3 separate regions of the Sus scrofa genome follow, and regions 2 and 3 are each linked to region 1. The links are chromatin contacts, called in public promoter capture Hi-C maps. All regions are on one chromosome and are shown on one strand. Each heading gives the region's core, a stretch centred on a gene start, on an enhancer-like site or on the middle of the called end of the contact. The rest is flanking DNA. Distances are from core to core; before and after follow the strand shown.

Region 1 (4,680 bases), core at 831-3,330:
CTCTGCAACAACCTGAGCTGCTGCAGTCAGATTCTTTTTTTTTTTTTTTTTTTTTGTCTTTTCTAGGGCCGCTCCTGCGGCATATGGAGGTTCCAGGCTGGGGGTCTAATCAGAGCTGTAGCTGCCAGCCTAGACCAGAGCCACAGCAACTCGGGATCCGAGACGTGTCTGCAACCTACACCACAGCTCAGGGCAACGCCAGATCCTTAACCCACAAGCAAGGCCAGGGATGGAACCCGCAACCTCATGGTTCCTAGTCGGATTCATTAACCACTGAGCCACGACGGGAACTCCCTGCAGTCAGATTCTTAATCCACTTTGCCACAGTGGGGACACCTCAATTTTCTCATCTATAAAATAAGAAAAATATTTGGCTCACAGGAATGTAAATGAGATAATGTATATATAAATCTACCTGCCATGTAGTCGAAAAGGTGTGAGGAGTTTGGGCTCTAGGCCAGGGATCCAATACCATCCTTACTGCTTTCTAGCTGTATGGCCTGAAGCAGATCCAACTCAGTGCCTCGACTTCCTCATCTGTAAATGAGGGCAGTTCCACCTATTTCACAGACTTTGGGGGAGAAGTAAGGGTTAATATAGGTAAGACACTCAGAAAATTGACTTGCCCACAGCAAGTGCTCAATAAATGTTGGCAGTCATTACTGGTTAAAAGCATGGGTTCTCAAACCAGATTTGCCTGAGTTTGAATCCAAGTTCTCCCACTTATTATCACCTGTGGGATTCTGTGTTAAGATATTTAACCTACTGCTCTTAGTTTCTCCATCAGTACCAAGGATATAATAACAACACCTTCTATAGAGGACTGCTGTGAACACTGCTAAGATGCCTCAAGTCTAGCTGTTTCCAGCAGTTACTGAAAGTTCAAAACTGAGTTATAACTTTTATTCTCCACTTTATGGTTATTCTCCTTGACCCTTGTATTGTTTTTGAGCTCTTCCACTTTATATTTAAAACTACAGGAGTTCCCCTCCTGGCGCAGCGGAAACCAATCCGACCAGGAACCATGAGGTTGTGGGTTCGATCCCTGGCCTCCCTCAGAGGGTTAAGGATCTGGCGTTGTGGTGAGTTGTGGTGTAGGCCCCAGATTCAGCTCGGATTTGGCGTTGCTGTGGCTGTGGCTGTGGCATAGGCTGGCGGCTGTAGCTCCGATTCAACCCCTAGCCTGGAAACGGCCATATGTCGTGGGTTCAGCCCTCAAAAGCAACAAACAAACAAAAACAAAACAAAAACAAACCTACATATGCAAATATGCTAGAAAGGTCACCAAATTCAAATGTAAGGTGACCAGGAGCCAAATGATTACTGGATGAGTGGGTTACAGGTTGTGGTACAGTGGAAAAGATAAGACAGGTCGAGTTTTGGAACTTGGCAGACTTAGTGACTATCTACACTTTACAGCCCTGTGACTCTCCTGGGAAGGCTCATCACCTCTCTAAGCCTCAGCCACTCGAACCATGCAAACCAGACAATAACATAGGACTGCTGAGTATCGGAGAGATAATGCACGTGAACGCTCCAGGCACGGACTGTTTATTAAACTTTAATAAACGGACTGTTCATGAAACTTTAATCTTCCTTTACTTCCCATCGGAATGTGACAGGCCTCCCTCACGATCACGAAAGACCACCGCCACGAGACAAGGAGGAGGAAGACGATGCTGGAGCGCTCAGATCCTGAACCCCACTCCCCTTCCCCTAGGCCAGAGGGGCTGCTCCTCCCTCAACTCCTCGGCTCCAGCGGCGCGCGAGCAAAAAGCACGGCCAATCGCCTCCGGCCCGCTCAGCCTCACTACCTGTGTATCCATCCTCCCGCCCTCCACCCTCCAGGCGTCGCTCAAAGGCCTGAGGAAGGGTCCACCGAGTGAGGCTCCCGGGGTTCCCTTCCCCAGGCACGAGACGTCCGCTCCCTCTCACCTCGACGCCCCGGGGCTTCTCCATGAGACCTAACACCCTTTCTTCGACCGTCACCAGGTGCAGGAAGCCATATTGGCCTGGCCGCTCTTCCCGAGCGCACTCATTGGCCGCCTCTCAGAGCCTCGGGCCAATCAGGCTGCGGGAAAGAGGAAAAGCCGGTTCCGCGCTAGCCCCCGGCCCGCCTCTCTTGGAGGTGGGGAAGCAGCGGGCGCTTGTGGGACTTGTAGTTCCCTAGTGGGTGCGTGCTGAAGCGGGCGTTGCCACAACGAAGGGGAAAGCCCCCCGCCTTAGCCCTGCTGCGGCTTGCGGGGACTGTTACCCTTTATCCACGTAGAGCTGTTTACATCATTCTGACCCCATTCTTCATTAAACATCATTGACTACCTAAGATACGCACTGTTCAGGAGCTGGGAATAATTTCGCACTCTCCCTGATTAGAAATTTAGGGTGCTTAGAGTTCCTGTTGTAGCTCAGCTGGTTAGGAACCCAACTAGCATCAGTGACGATGCAGGTTCTATCCCTGGCCTGGCTCAGTGGTTTAAGGATCCTGCGTCGCTGTGAGCTGTGGTGTAGGTCACAGACGTGGCTTGGATCTGGGATGGCTTGGCCCAGCAGCTATAGCTCCGATTTGACCCCTAGCCTGGGAACTTCCATATGCCCCACCTGGGGCCCTGAAAAGAAAAAAGAAAAGAAGGAAGGAAAGAAAAAGAAAGAGAGAAAGAGAAAGAAAGGAGTTAAGTATACAGCAGTTATTTCTGCTGGGCTCTGGTTGCTGCTGTAGTGCTTGTCTGATCTCTGGCCCAGGAACTTCTTCATGCCACCGGTGAGGCCAAAAACAGAGAGAGAGAGAGAGAGAAGCAGCAAGGAGACAAGTTAGAAGGCACTTGTACTGATCCAGGGGAAGGATGATGGTGGCTTGAATCAGGCCAGACTTAGAAGGCTGGCAAAAAAGTAGAAGAATTTGAGAAATATATTGGAGGCAGTAATTAATTGTTTGGAGTAGGTTTGGAAGAGGGAGGAATCCAGAGTGACTCTGGGTAAAGGTGCCTGTCTACTCTGGATAGGTAGACAGTGGGACCATATTCTGTAGTGGTTAGAAACTGTACAAGGAATGAATGAGTTTGGAGTTAAGAATTCTTGGAGTTCCCTTTGTGCCTCAGTGGTTAACGAATCTGACTAGGAACCTTGAGGCTGTGGGTTCGATCCGTGGCCTCACTCAGTGGGTTAAGGATCTGGTGTTGCCGTGAGCTGTGGTGTAGGTCAAAGACACAGCTCAGATCTGGCATTGCTGTGGCTGTGGCGTAGGCCTGCGGCTACAGTTCTGATGAGACCCCTAGCCTGGGAACCTCCATAGGCTGTGGGTGTGGCCCTAAAAAGACAAAAAACCAAAAAAAAAAAAGAAAAGAAAAGAATTCTGCTTGACTTAGCTCCCTAGCAAGCTAAGGATCTGGTGTTGTCACAGCTGTGGCTCAGGTCACTGCTGTGGCGTGGCTTTGATCCCTAGCTCAGGAACTTTCACATGCCATGAGCATGATGCAGCCCAAAATAAAATAAAAGAATAAAATTCTGTTTGGTCTGAGATGTCCCCAAGAGGGCAAGAAGGCAGTTGGAGCTCATCAGAGAGCCCTGAACTAGAGATATAAATTCCACAATTTTGGACAACCTCTCCTTAAAATAGAATGAGAGTCTCTAAATCCAGCTCTTTCTGATACACTATTTTTCATCACAATGCACATATGATCAACAGCAGAAGAAAGTTGAAACCTAAGCTTTCCAGCTTCCTGCCTTTGCAACAAAAGAAACAGAAATACCAGGCTTGGAGTTCCTGTTGTGGTGCAGTGGAAATGAATCCGATTAGGAACCATGAGGTTTCAGGTTCAATCCCTGGGTTAAGGATCGGGCGGGGCCATGAGTTGTGGTGTAGATCACAGACTCGGCTTGGATCCTTTGTTGCTGTGGCTGTGGCGTAGACCAGCAGCTGTATCTCGGGTTAGACCCCTAGCCTAGGAACCTCCACATGCTGAGGGTGTGGCCCTAAAAAGAAAAGAAAAAAAAAAAAAAAAAAAAAGAAGAAGTAACAGGCTTTAGGGGAGTGACAAAGCAGAGGCAGGACCTCAGTGACAGGAACTATTAGCACAAGTTGAAATGGACATTAATTAGGAATTCAGCTGAAACATCTTGTGAAACACAAGTTTCTAAGCAACAGTGGCCACCTTGGAACAGTGTGGACGTTTTCTCTGCCATGGAGCTCCTGGGCCTGGGTGTGATGCTGTAGCAACGGTAAGCTTTTTGGCTGGTCTGAGCCATGCATCTACACACAACCTCACATACTTCCCCCTTTTTTGGGGGCCTTCCCTCAGTAAGTCACTGTCCCCCTCTCTGGGATCACTCATCTCTCTGTTGGATCATTCCCAATAGCAGCACAACTCGCTCATGTGTCATCAACCATTCTATTCAAATAAATCCCTTGAACCCACCTCCTCTGTCCCCTGCCATTGTGCTGTTCCCCCACCCCCCCATAATGTCTCGAAAGAATTGTCTGCACACGCTACCTCCATTTCTTTCCCTTCTCCATCTGTCCCCAACGCCACCAAAATTGCTCTGCCAAGTTCAAGTACACCTTCTCTGATGTACAGCCATATCTCTCTTCTCTTAGTGGCATATGACATAACTGATGATTCTGTGCTTCCCGAAATACTGTCCTTTCTGGTGTCCCTCTTGATTTTTCTCCTGCCTCTCCGGCCA
Region 2 (4,680 bases), core at 798-3,297, 350 kb after region 1:
CAGAAAGACAAAGACAAATACCATATGATTTCACTTATAACTGGAATCTAATATCCAGCACAAATGAACATCTCCTTAGAAAAGAAAATCATATAGACTTGGAGAAGAGACTTGTGGCTGCCTGATGGGAGGGGGAGGGAGTGGGAGGGATCGGGAGCTTGGGCTTATCAGACACAACTTAGAATAGATTTACAAGGAGATCCTGCTGAATAGCATTGAGAACTTTGTCTAGATACTCATGTTGCAACAGAAGAAAGGGTGGGGGAAAAATATAATTGTAATGTATACATGTAAGGATAACCTGACCCCCTTGCTGTACAGTGGGAAAATTAAAAAAAAAAAAAATAAAATAGCTCTGTAGAGGTAGTTCTGTTTAATAGATAATGTATGTACATAAGTGCTTGCACTGTTTATATGACTTGTAGAGTAGAAAGGTAATTCTGTCTTGATTGAGATATTTTTTGATAGCTGGGATGCAAAAGATTTCACACAGATGAACATGCTGTCTGCTCTAGGTCATACCCTACAAATAGAATTATGAGAAATTACACTGTGGGAGTTCCCACTGTGGCTCAGCTCAGTGTTTTTCAGTGTTAGAAACCCAACATAGCCTCCGAGAGGATCTGGGTTGGCTCCCTAGCCTCCCTCTGTGGGTTAAGGATCCATTGTTGCCACAAGCTGTGGAGTAGGTAGCAGAAGTGGCTCGGCTCCAGTGTTGAGGTGACTGTGGCCTAGGCCACAGCTGCAGCTCCTATTAGACCCCTGGCCTGGGAATGTCCACATACCACAGGTGCGATAGTAAAGAAAAAATATTAATCGTGTTCAATTACCATCATAAAGACAGTATATTTATAAATCTGCATGCTACATAATCCGGTTTGTTCTTGAGAGAGCTTTCAATTTAATTAGGAGTTCATGAGAACTGAGTTCTCAAATTTTCAGCAGACAAGCTTCTATGTTCTAGTGCCAGAATCCTATCTTCATTTGACTTTCACTGCGCCTTCCTGTCATGACTCTAGAGGGTGGTAGAAATGATTCCTACAACAGGACATCTAGCGGCAACTTAAATTAGTACATACAAATAAGCACTTCTAAATACGTGTCCCCAGCTCGTCTTTGACTTAGCTGTGGTCACCACCCTAAATGAAAGGGAGTTTAAAGGGAAAGGGATCCTAACCAGTGGTGGTTAAAATATTTTCTGCAAATTTTGTGAAAACACAAGCAGGTGAACATCTTTAGGGCCCTCTGCTGGGAGTAAATGTAAAGGGCAGAAAACATTGAGGCTGGCTGTAGTAAGTACTCGAGGATTATCAGCAAGGATTATAAAAGTAAACTAACCGGTCCTGAAGCTGGCAGAGACGCTGAACTATGGTGCCCAAGTGAAGAAGTAAGGTTGAAGTTCTAAAGCATGGTGTATTATGCTATGATGTCGGTGAGGGGTGGTAGCGTGTGGTTTTCTAGTTCTGTGTAGTTTGGTTTTTCACTTTTCAACACAAAAGAAGTTTTTTCTTCTGCATTTTATAAAGTATATCTACATAATTTGTAATCCTCACAGCAGGTAGAGTCGATTTTAATTATCATTTCACAAAGGAAACCAAAAGGTTAAATGATCTTCCTAGCTGCTAACTAGTTTGTTCCCATCTCTTTATGATTATCTGATTCCCTGAAGCTCAAGTTCTCTTCCTACCAGGAGGTAGACCTGCCCAAGCAATACTTACTTCCGCTTGACCAAAATGTGACTAAAAACACTAGTGAGAAGAAAACAGGAAAATGAATCCCCCATCTTTCTTGTCTCCAGCTTGTCTTACGGACAGAAGTGGAGAAAAAGGAGGCTGCGTAGGTTTTCTGTCGCCCCCTGTGTTGGAGTTGACGTGAAGCACGACTGGCCAAGCCCTGGGAACTCCAGGGAACCACAGGGGTGGTGGGGCCAGCACGCACTGCCCCGCCCGGCGCAAGCCTCGGGGGCCAATCAGAACCAAGGGGCGTCCTCAGGCCCGCCTTCCCTTCCCTCCAGCCTCTGGCCGGGAGACTGGGCGCCCTGTGACCCGGAAGGAGTTGTTTTGGAGGAGGCGGGCTTGAGAGGGTGGAGTTTCTGACGCTACCTCTCGGGGCTCCAGTGCTTCTTTCCTCTCTCGACTGGCTGTGGCTCCTGCTGGAGAACTGTGACCAGGTCTGCGGGAACCGCACCTATGGCTTCCGTGCTGTCCTACGAAAACCTGGTCCACGCCGTGGCAGGAGCCGTGGTGAGGCGGGGTCTTCACGTCCGGGCCATTGCGGGTGTGGGGCTTCTCTGGGGCCGGACCGGGATGTGACTGGGGGATGGGGATGAGAAGGAGTTCGTGTGGAGTCTCTTGGCCTGACTGGGGCGAAGAGGAATGGGGCTTAGGTGAAGTGTTGCTAGAAGCATTTGGGGTGAAGGCCGACACTTACCCTCCGCCTCTGGCTACCGCTCTGGCCAGTTAGAGAATATCTGGGATGTAGGCAGCGGTGGTCCCACACACCCTCGGGGAGAAAGTAATTGCAGTTTTCTTTGACTTCGGAAATATAAAGGGCAGTCATTCCCCCTCTCCCTCCCCCACTCCACACACAGACTTTGTCTCACTGGGCCAGAGGCGAGCCTTGGTGTAAAGCTGTGTTGCTTAATCACATGCTTAATTACACATCTTGCTGCAGGCAAGTGGTAGAACCTAGTCGGGGTACCTCTTGTTCTTGGCAGAAGAAAAATACCTCTTTTTGTTTTGTTTTGTTTTAATTAAATCAAGATCAAAGTTCCCCTCTACCCAGGTGTGGTTTACTCTGAGGAATATGCTTGGTTCTTGGGCTTCTGTATGTCTCGCTTCCATTTGACACCACTCCCTTTTCCTAGGAACTTTACACTCTGGGTTTGGGTAATTTCCCCTCCTGGTTCTTATCCTGTTTCTCTGACTGCCTTTCCTTACATCCCTCTCTAGCTGTCGACGTGCACCTGGACTCATTGGGACTTCAGAAGAACATTACTGAGTCCTCTCCTAGTCCCCCCAAACTGCACTGTGAGCTCAGGATTCTGTGCATAATAATGGGAATTGAACCGCAACTCCATCATGTGTTGGATAGGTGGTCTTTAAATGTCACTTTCCGAATCTGTAAAGGGGGGGTATTGACACCTACTTCACAGAGTTGTTAACGTGATTTAGGTGACACAGTAGTTCATGGAAGTGTCTGATTTGGAAGTCTTGGTTCATTCAATTAGACTAGAAGAGCTTTCCAGCCAGTGTAAAGTCTTGCTCTGCAGTGGAGGCTTGCTTGACCTGCTCTAGGATGGGCGTGGAGACCTCTGTGTCTGGAATGGAGACAACAAAGATGCAAGTGGGTTTCAGGGGACCAAGTGGTGTGAGACTTTTCACTCTGAGTGTGAAATACAGACAGCTAGCCAACTGTTGCGTTTTTGAGCATGCAGCAGCTTGCTGGTTTACATCATTCTGGCTGCTCTGTTGAAAGTAGACTGTCAGGGAGCAAGGGTGAAAACAGAGACGCTGTCAGGGAACCAGGATGGTAGCAGTGGAGGTGGTGAGAAATGATCGTTAAACCTGTAATAGGTTGCTGAGATTGAACCACCAGGGTTTGATAGTAGGTTGGATTTGGGGTGTAACAGAATGAAAGTTAGAGTTTTGGCTTCAGCAGCTGGACGGACGATATTCCCATTTACTGAGATGGTGAAGACTAAAGGAGGAGCAGTTTGGGGCAGGGGGAGGATGAGGAGTTTGCTTTTTGACTAGTTGAGTTCAAAATGCCTGTGAGCAGTCATGAGACAAGATGAGCTCACCAAAGAAGTGAGTGTGGACTGAGAGAAAAGTCTCAAAGACTAGCCTTGGAGCACACCAACATTAGGAGGCTGGGGAAATAAGATAGCACCCACAAAGGGAACTAAGGAGGGGCCAGTAGGGTAGGAGGAAGACTGAGAGAGTATGGTATTCTGAAAATCACGTGAAGAAGGGTATAGATCAGCTGGGTCTGATGCTGCTGATGAATCAAATGAGGGCTGAAAATTAATCCTTGCATTTGTCAGGTTGGTAAACATGTTGATAAATCCAGAGGTTAGTTGTGAAGACCTGTTTTGGTGGATTGGTGGGCTGAATAGTTGGAGTACATCAAAAGGAGAATGGGAAGAGGAGAAATGTTAGTTCTCCTTTCTTTCTCTCAATAAATGCCATTCATTCGACATCTTTATTGAGTGCTTTTTGTATGCCATGCCCTTTGCTCAGTGCTAGACTATAGTAGAGAACAAAGTCTTTTTCTTCTGAGGTTTGCATTCCAGTGAGGAGTCAGACAATAATGGAGTAAATCAAAACATAAATAGAAGTTCCCACTGTGCTATTGCTGGTTTGATCCCTGGCCCAGTGTGTTAAGGATCCAACATTGCCAGATTCAGTGCCATTTGCTGTGGGTGCAGCCAAAAAAGGGGGGAAAAAACAAATAATTTTGGATGTGTTAAGTTCTATGAAAGAAACAAAATAAGGGTTGTCAAACCTTTTCTTTAGTTTTTTTTTTTTTTTTCCTTCAGTTTTATGACAGGGGTTCCTGCTGTGGCGCAGTAGGATCAACAGTATCTCTGCAGTGGAAGGGAAGCAGGTTCCATCCCCAGCCTAGTGCAGTGGGTTAAGGATCCTGCATAGCTGCAGCTGTGGTGCAGGTCACAACTCT
Region 3 (4,680 bases), core at 1,030-3,529, 310 kb after region 1:
CCCGTCGTGGCGCAGTGGTTAACGAATCTAACTAGGAACCATGAGGTTGCGGGTTCGGTCCCTGCCCTTGCTCAGTGGGTTAACGATCCAGCGTTGCCGTGAGCTGTGGTGTAGGTTGCAGACGCGGCTCGGATCCCACATTGCTGTGGCTCTGGTGTAGGTCAGCAGCTACAGCTCTGATTCGACCCCTAGCCTGGGAACCTCCATATGCCGCGGGAGCAGCCCAAAGAAATAGCAAAAAGACAAAAAAAAAAAAGTATATATATATATAACTGATGCATCATTCCACATTTTGCCCTTTCTCAAATGACTAGATGGTGTTAATATCTATAGATTACAACAAATGAAATCACACTCAAATTAGCTAGTCAAAACATTTTCACTTTGAGAATGCACTGAATTTCCCAGAAGAGAAAGTTCCCTACGGTGCTCAATACACAGAAGGGCCTTTCTAACAAGGACAAGCAAGAGCACCACAGACATTCAAAGTTCTATTTATGACCACCAAAAGCCAGCGGAATTTTCTAAAACTTAATAAAATCCTAGAATAACATATTTACAACCCATTACTGCCTTGCTTGAGCCCCCATGTCACTTGAGTCAAGACACTATTATCATCCTTTGCTATATTCTTATTTATCCGTTGCTTTTCTAACATCTACCTGGACTGAGAGCAACTCTAGTGAAGTGGAGATTCATCCACAATGACGACTAAAAAGTTGTTAACTGAAGATACATTCTTTCTGGCTTACTAAAAAGTTCCAAAAGATGGAGTAGCTCAGCAGAAACGAATCTGACTAGCATCCATGGGGATGAAGGGTCAATCCCTGGCCTTGCTCAGTGGATTAGGGACCCAGCATTGCTGTGAGCTGTGGTGTAGGTCGCAGACGCAGATCAGATCCCGAGTTGCTGTGGCTGTGGCATAGGCCGGCAGCTGCAGCTCTGATTAGACCCCTAGCTTAGGAACTTCCATATGCCATGGGTGTGGCTCCAAAAAGACACCCCCCCCCAAAAAAAAGTTCCAAAAGGGCTCTACTAAGCCAGAGTAAGACCAAGTAGAGGTATAACAGCAAAAGGTCTAGATGGCAATCATACAACTAACATTCCTGACTTCTTACTTGTTACTGTGTTAGTTTCAGTTCCCCATCGGTAAAATGGTATTTGCTCTAACTTATTGGAATTGCAACGATCCAAGAGGATCATTCATCATTCACTCATTCAAAAAGCCTATCTATGTATATTATATTAACATTAAGAGGTGGTTAAAGTTATTTATACTGCTGAAGCAAAACGAAGCATTATGAATACTTTGGTGTGTACCAAATACAGTACCTTGCCCTAAACCTTGATTAATCACGTTTTACACAAAGCCTCAACAAATGCAAAAGTCACAAGTAAAGGCAAAGAACTTTAATTGTTCGTGACAGAGTACACCCTAAAAAAATGGCCCCCATATTCCCGGACTACTCCATCTGGCCTTAACAAGCAAGGCTTCCAGACATAAAAAGCCTCACGAGTATCTCTGACAGGGAACTACTCAAAAGAATTTGTATTAGCAAACATTCGTTTCTTGTCCATTCTGGAGCTGTTAAATCTTTGAAAACACGAAAATACAATCTTACGTTCACTTAATAGAAACGAGAGTCACTCGATGTGAGACACTTTGACACCTGAGCAAGTGTGATACCTGCTACAACTTCCATGAGTCCAAGTTACTGTGAAGACAGCCCCTGCGGGAAGACAGGGCACGCTTTTCTCTCTGCAATCATTTCAACCTCCCCGAATACCTCAACGGTAGAGCGAACACAAGGCCCACCCTTTTCCAGAAGCAGCAGGTAGAGAAGAAATCCCAGGAGCGCACAGAGGGTCTGGGAGTGGAGGCCCCAGCAGGAGAAGGGTCCGCCGAACCAGGAATCTCCCGAGATCGACGTGGTTCCCTCTGGTGCGCCTCAGGCTTCTCAGCGAGCAAGCCTTGGAGGGGACACTGTGGGAGGTGAGTCTAACCTGAGAGGCTGCGGGCGCTTGCTACGGCGGGAACAAGCTTAGTTGCTGAGAGCAACCAAGGCATGACTGCCACGCACACGGACCTGGGAGAAAAGGAAAAAAAAACAGCCGTAGAAGCGGCGCCCCGCAGGGCTGCGTCGCCAGGAAACCTCGGCCAAGCGCCCCTCCCCTTCCGGCCGGCGCCGCTCGCCGGGCTTTCCTCCCGCGGCGGCGCCCAATGTTGACGTCACGTGCGGAGCTGTGACCACTGCTCCGGCCGGAGAGCCCTTTGGGCGTCATGACGTCGTGTTACATTTAGTGGCCACACTCACAGAATGTCCTGTTCTAAATGGCTCCCTGCAGGGGCCGAGAGGTCCTGCCCTCCTTGAAAGCACGGCTGGGGACTTAACCATGCAGAGCTGTGGTTCTGAGTTAAGGCTGTAAGAATGCGTGCGTGCAAAGGCAGGCACCGCACGAACAGCCACACTTCTAGAATGTTCTAGCTAGTGCGCAGGGCAGAGGTAAAGGGAGCAGGAATGAACGGGCGAAGGACCCGGGGTCACGAGACCGTTGGGTGGGCGGAGCCAGCGGCCGGGGAGGTTCTAGTCTGTTCTGCCTCGCGGCAGCCGCCCCCTTTACGCCACGCTGAGCCAGCGCCCGGGCCTGGAATCGGGCCACAGCCACCGCCGAGCCCGCCGCCTCCCGCCGCGCCCGGACCATGGACCCCCGCAAAGTGAGCGAACTTCGAGCCTTCGTGAAAATGTGTAAGCAGGACCCGAGCGTTCTGCACACCGAGGAAATGCGCTTCCTGAGGGAGTGGGTGGAGAGGTGAGACCCGGGCCTGAGGACCGTTGGGGGTGGGAAGAGGGACGGCCGGAGGGGGAGCTAGGCGGGAGCTGGCGCGGGGCGGCGGAGCCTGGAGCTCGGTGGCGAGGCCAGTGGCGTCGCCTTCGCTTTGTGGCTCGCTCCGTGGCCGGGAAAGCTAGGCGCCCTCGAGGGTCCAGTGGGGGATCGGGGAGCTTAGGTAGTTGAGAGGCAGGGAAGGCAGAGGCCCAGCTGCGTTCCTTGCCCCCGGAGGCCGCCGGGGGTGTGTCTTGGGCGAGATGCAGGCGATTGCGGGGACTTGGACACGGAAGACGTGAGGGGGAGGGGCGCGAGCTGCGAGACTCGGCTTTCGCGTGGAGTTGTTTTTCTTGAAATCTGGTGTCCTGCTTAGGTCGCAGTGACACAAAACAACTCCCTTACGCACTGTGTCTTTAAAAGTGTTGTAAAAATGATACCTAGCTTTGATTACATTTACAACGACTTTAAGGGCGTAGAATCATTTTGGGAATCGCTTTTTATATCTGATTAGTGGCAGTACCATCACTTCAGGCACTTTAAGAAAAATGATTTTTCGAGGACCCGCGTGTTAACACGATCTGTTCTTGTTATCTTTAACTCCAGAGTACGTCGCTACGTGCATGGAATTAACTGAACAGGCGTTGTGCCAAATGCTAGCGAGGAAACAGTATAAGTACAATCTATTTAGGGATACAGATGAATAAATACAAAAATTCGTTTTGATATGTAGCGTGTAATAGAGATTAGTATTCTGCGTTTTGTGGAGGAATTTAAGGGAGAAAGGGAAATCTTTCCCGAAGTGATTTTTAAAATTCACTACTACGTGAGGAATTTTGAGAGGTGACATACTAGTTGCACCGCGCAGTGATAAATAGCGACATTGCAAAACAATGTGAGCCCTAAAAGGTACTACCCTAAATGATCTGTTTATTTTACTAATTTTTTTGCGCGGGACATTGAACCCATGTTTAGCAAATATTTGAAAGAATGGGTCTTCCAGTAAGCTTGTTCTAAGGAAGAAACTTAAGTTCAGATCAATCAGCTTTTGGTGGGATAATAATGTTTTTTCTCTAAGAAGTTTCTCAGTTCTCCTCCCTTCCCTACTGGTTTTTTAGCTACTCTAAATAAGATATTTCCTCATGTTATTTATGTAAAATTCTGAGACTACTTAAGGATTAGTTACTGTAGTGATTTAATTGCTAAGTTAGAATACCTTTTTGCCAATTTCTGCTTTTTAACAGAAAAAAAACCTGTAAGGTGCTGTTAGATTTTCAGGACTAGGAATTGAGGTTTAGATTTTTAGTTGTTCTCTCTTTTGTAAAACTTGATGATCCAGAAGCTTCGCTTAAGACATTTGTATGCTTTTGTTCTTTTATTATTTACTCATTAGAGGAAGTAGCTTACAGTTAATAAATTGTTTCTAAAATTCCAGGTAAAACGGACTTATACTACAGGAAGAAATAGCTGGCACCAGGGCTGAACATTGTACTGAGTGGGTACAATGTCTTGTTCCACTTACGTAGAAGTAGAGAGGGTACTGACAAAAATGTTAAAACATAGCTAAGAATAGTGTTGTAATTTGTGCTGGAGTGGCTATGTAGAGAATTCCAATGTAAAGTCTGGAAAATATTGTCAAGCCTTGCTTCAAAACAATTGCCGTATTTCTTACTTTAACGTTTCCCATAGGTGATTCTGGTTCTTCTTTTTGGTTCCACTCATTTTTTTTCTTTTGGTAGCCTAAATTGTTAGTTTGAGTATGGGATGAAGGATCTTGGCGTGTGTATGCACCTTACCCTCAGCTTGAAATTGAGATGTTACAAGTTGAGATATTACAAGTTGTTGTTTTTCTGTTTT

What was found. Promoter capture Hi-C pulls out the DNA fragments that hold promoters and counts their contacts.
Region 2: a contact with region 1 is called in a promoter capture Hi-C map of fetal liver, with 2.8 times the contacts expected there. The contact joins the promoter of SLC25A17 here to the promoter of L3MBTL2 in region 1. A contact is called at or near these places in 1 of 5 promoter capture datasets (fetal liver) and 1 of 2 datasets of contacts at active chromatin or transcription factors (alveolar macrophages).
Region 3: a contact with region 1 is called in a promoter capture Hi-C map of fetal liver, with 4 times the contacts expected there. The contact joins the promoter of ST13 here to the promoter of L3MBTL2 in region 1. A contact is called at or near these places in 1 of 5 promoter capture datasets (fetal liver) and 2 of 2 datasets of contacts at active chromatin or transcription factors (alveolar macrophages and skeletal muscle).

What each region holds. Positions count from the first base shown.
Region 1 is chr5:7,275,553-7,280,232 of Sscrofa11.1, forward strand. It overlaps L3MBTL2 (lethal(3)malignant brain tumor-like protein 2), which reads right to left and starts at 2,081. Exons shown (of 17, transcript XM_021091462.1): 1 at 1,936-2,081. The coding sequence starts at 1,959. LOC110260636 (a long non-coding RNA gene) reads left to right here and starts at 4,002. Exons shown (of 3, transcript XR_002343887.1): 1 at 4,002-4,215.
Region 2 is chr5:7,620,591-7,625,270 of Sscrofa11.1, forward strand. SLC25A17 (peroxisomal membrane protein PMP34) reads left to right here and starts at 2,048. Exons shown (of 9, transcript XM_003126004.4): 1 at 2,048-2,243. The coding sequence starts at 2,190.
Region 3 is chr5:7,580,795-7,585,474 of Sscrofa11.1, forward strand. It overlaps ST13 (hsc70-interacting protein), which reads left to right and starts at 2,280. Exons shown (of 12, transcript XM_003481531.4): 1 at 2,280-2,811. The coding sequence starts at 2,702. XPNPEP3 (probable Xaa-Pro aminopeptidase 3) reads right to left here and starts at 2,187. Exons shown (of 8, transcript XM_021091468.1): 1 at 2,005-2,187. The coding sequence starts at 2,068.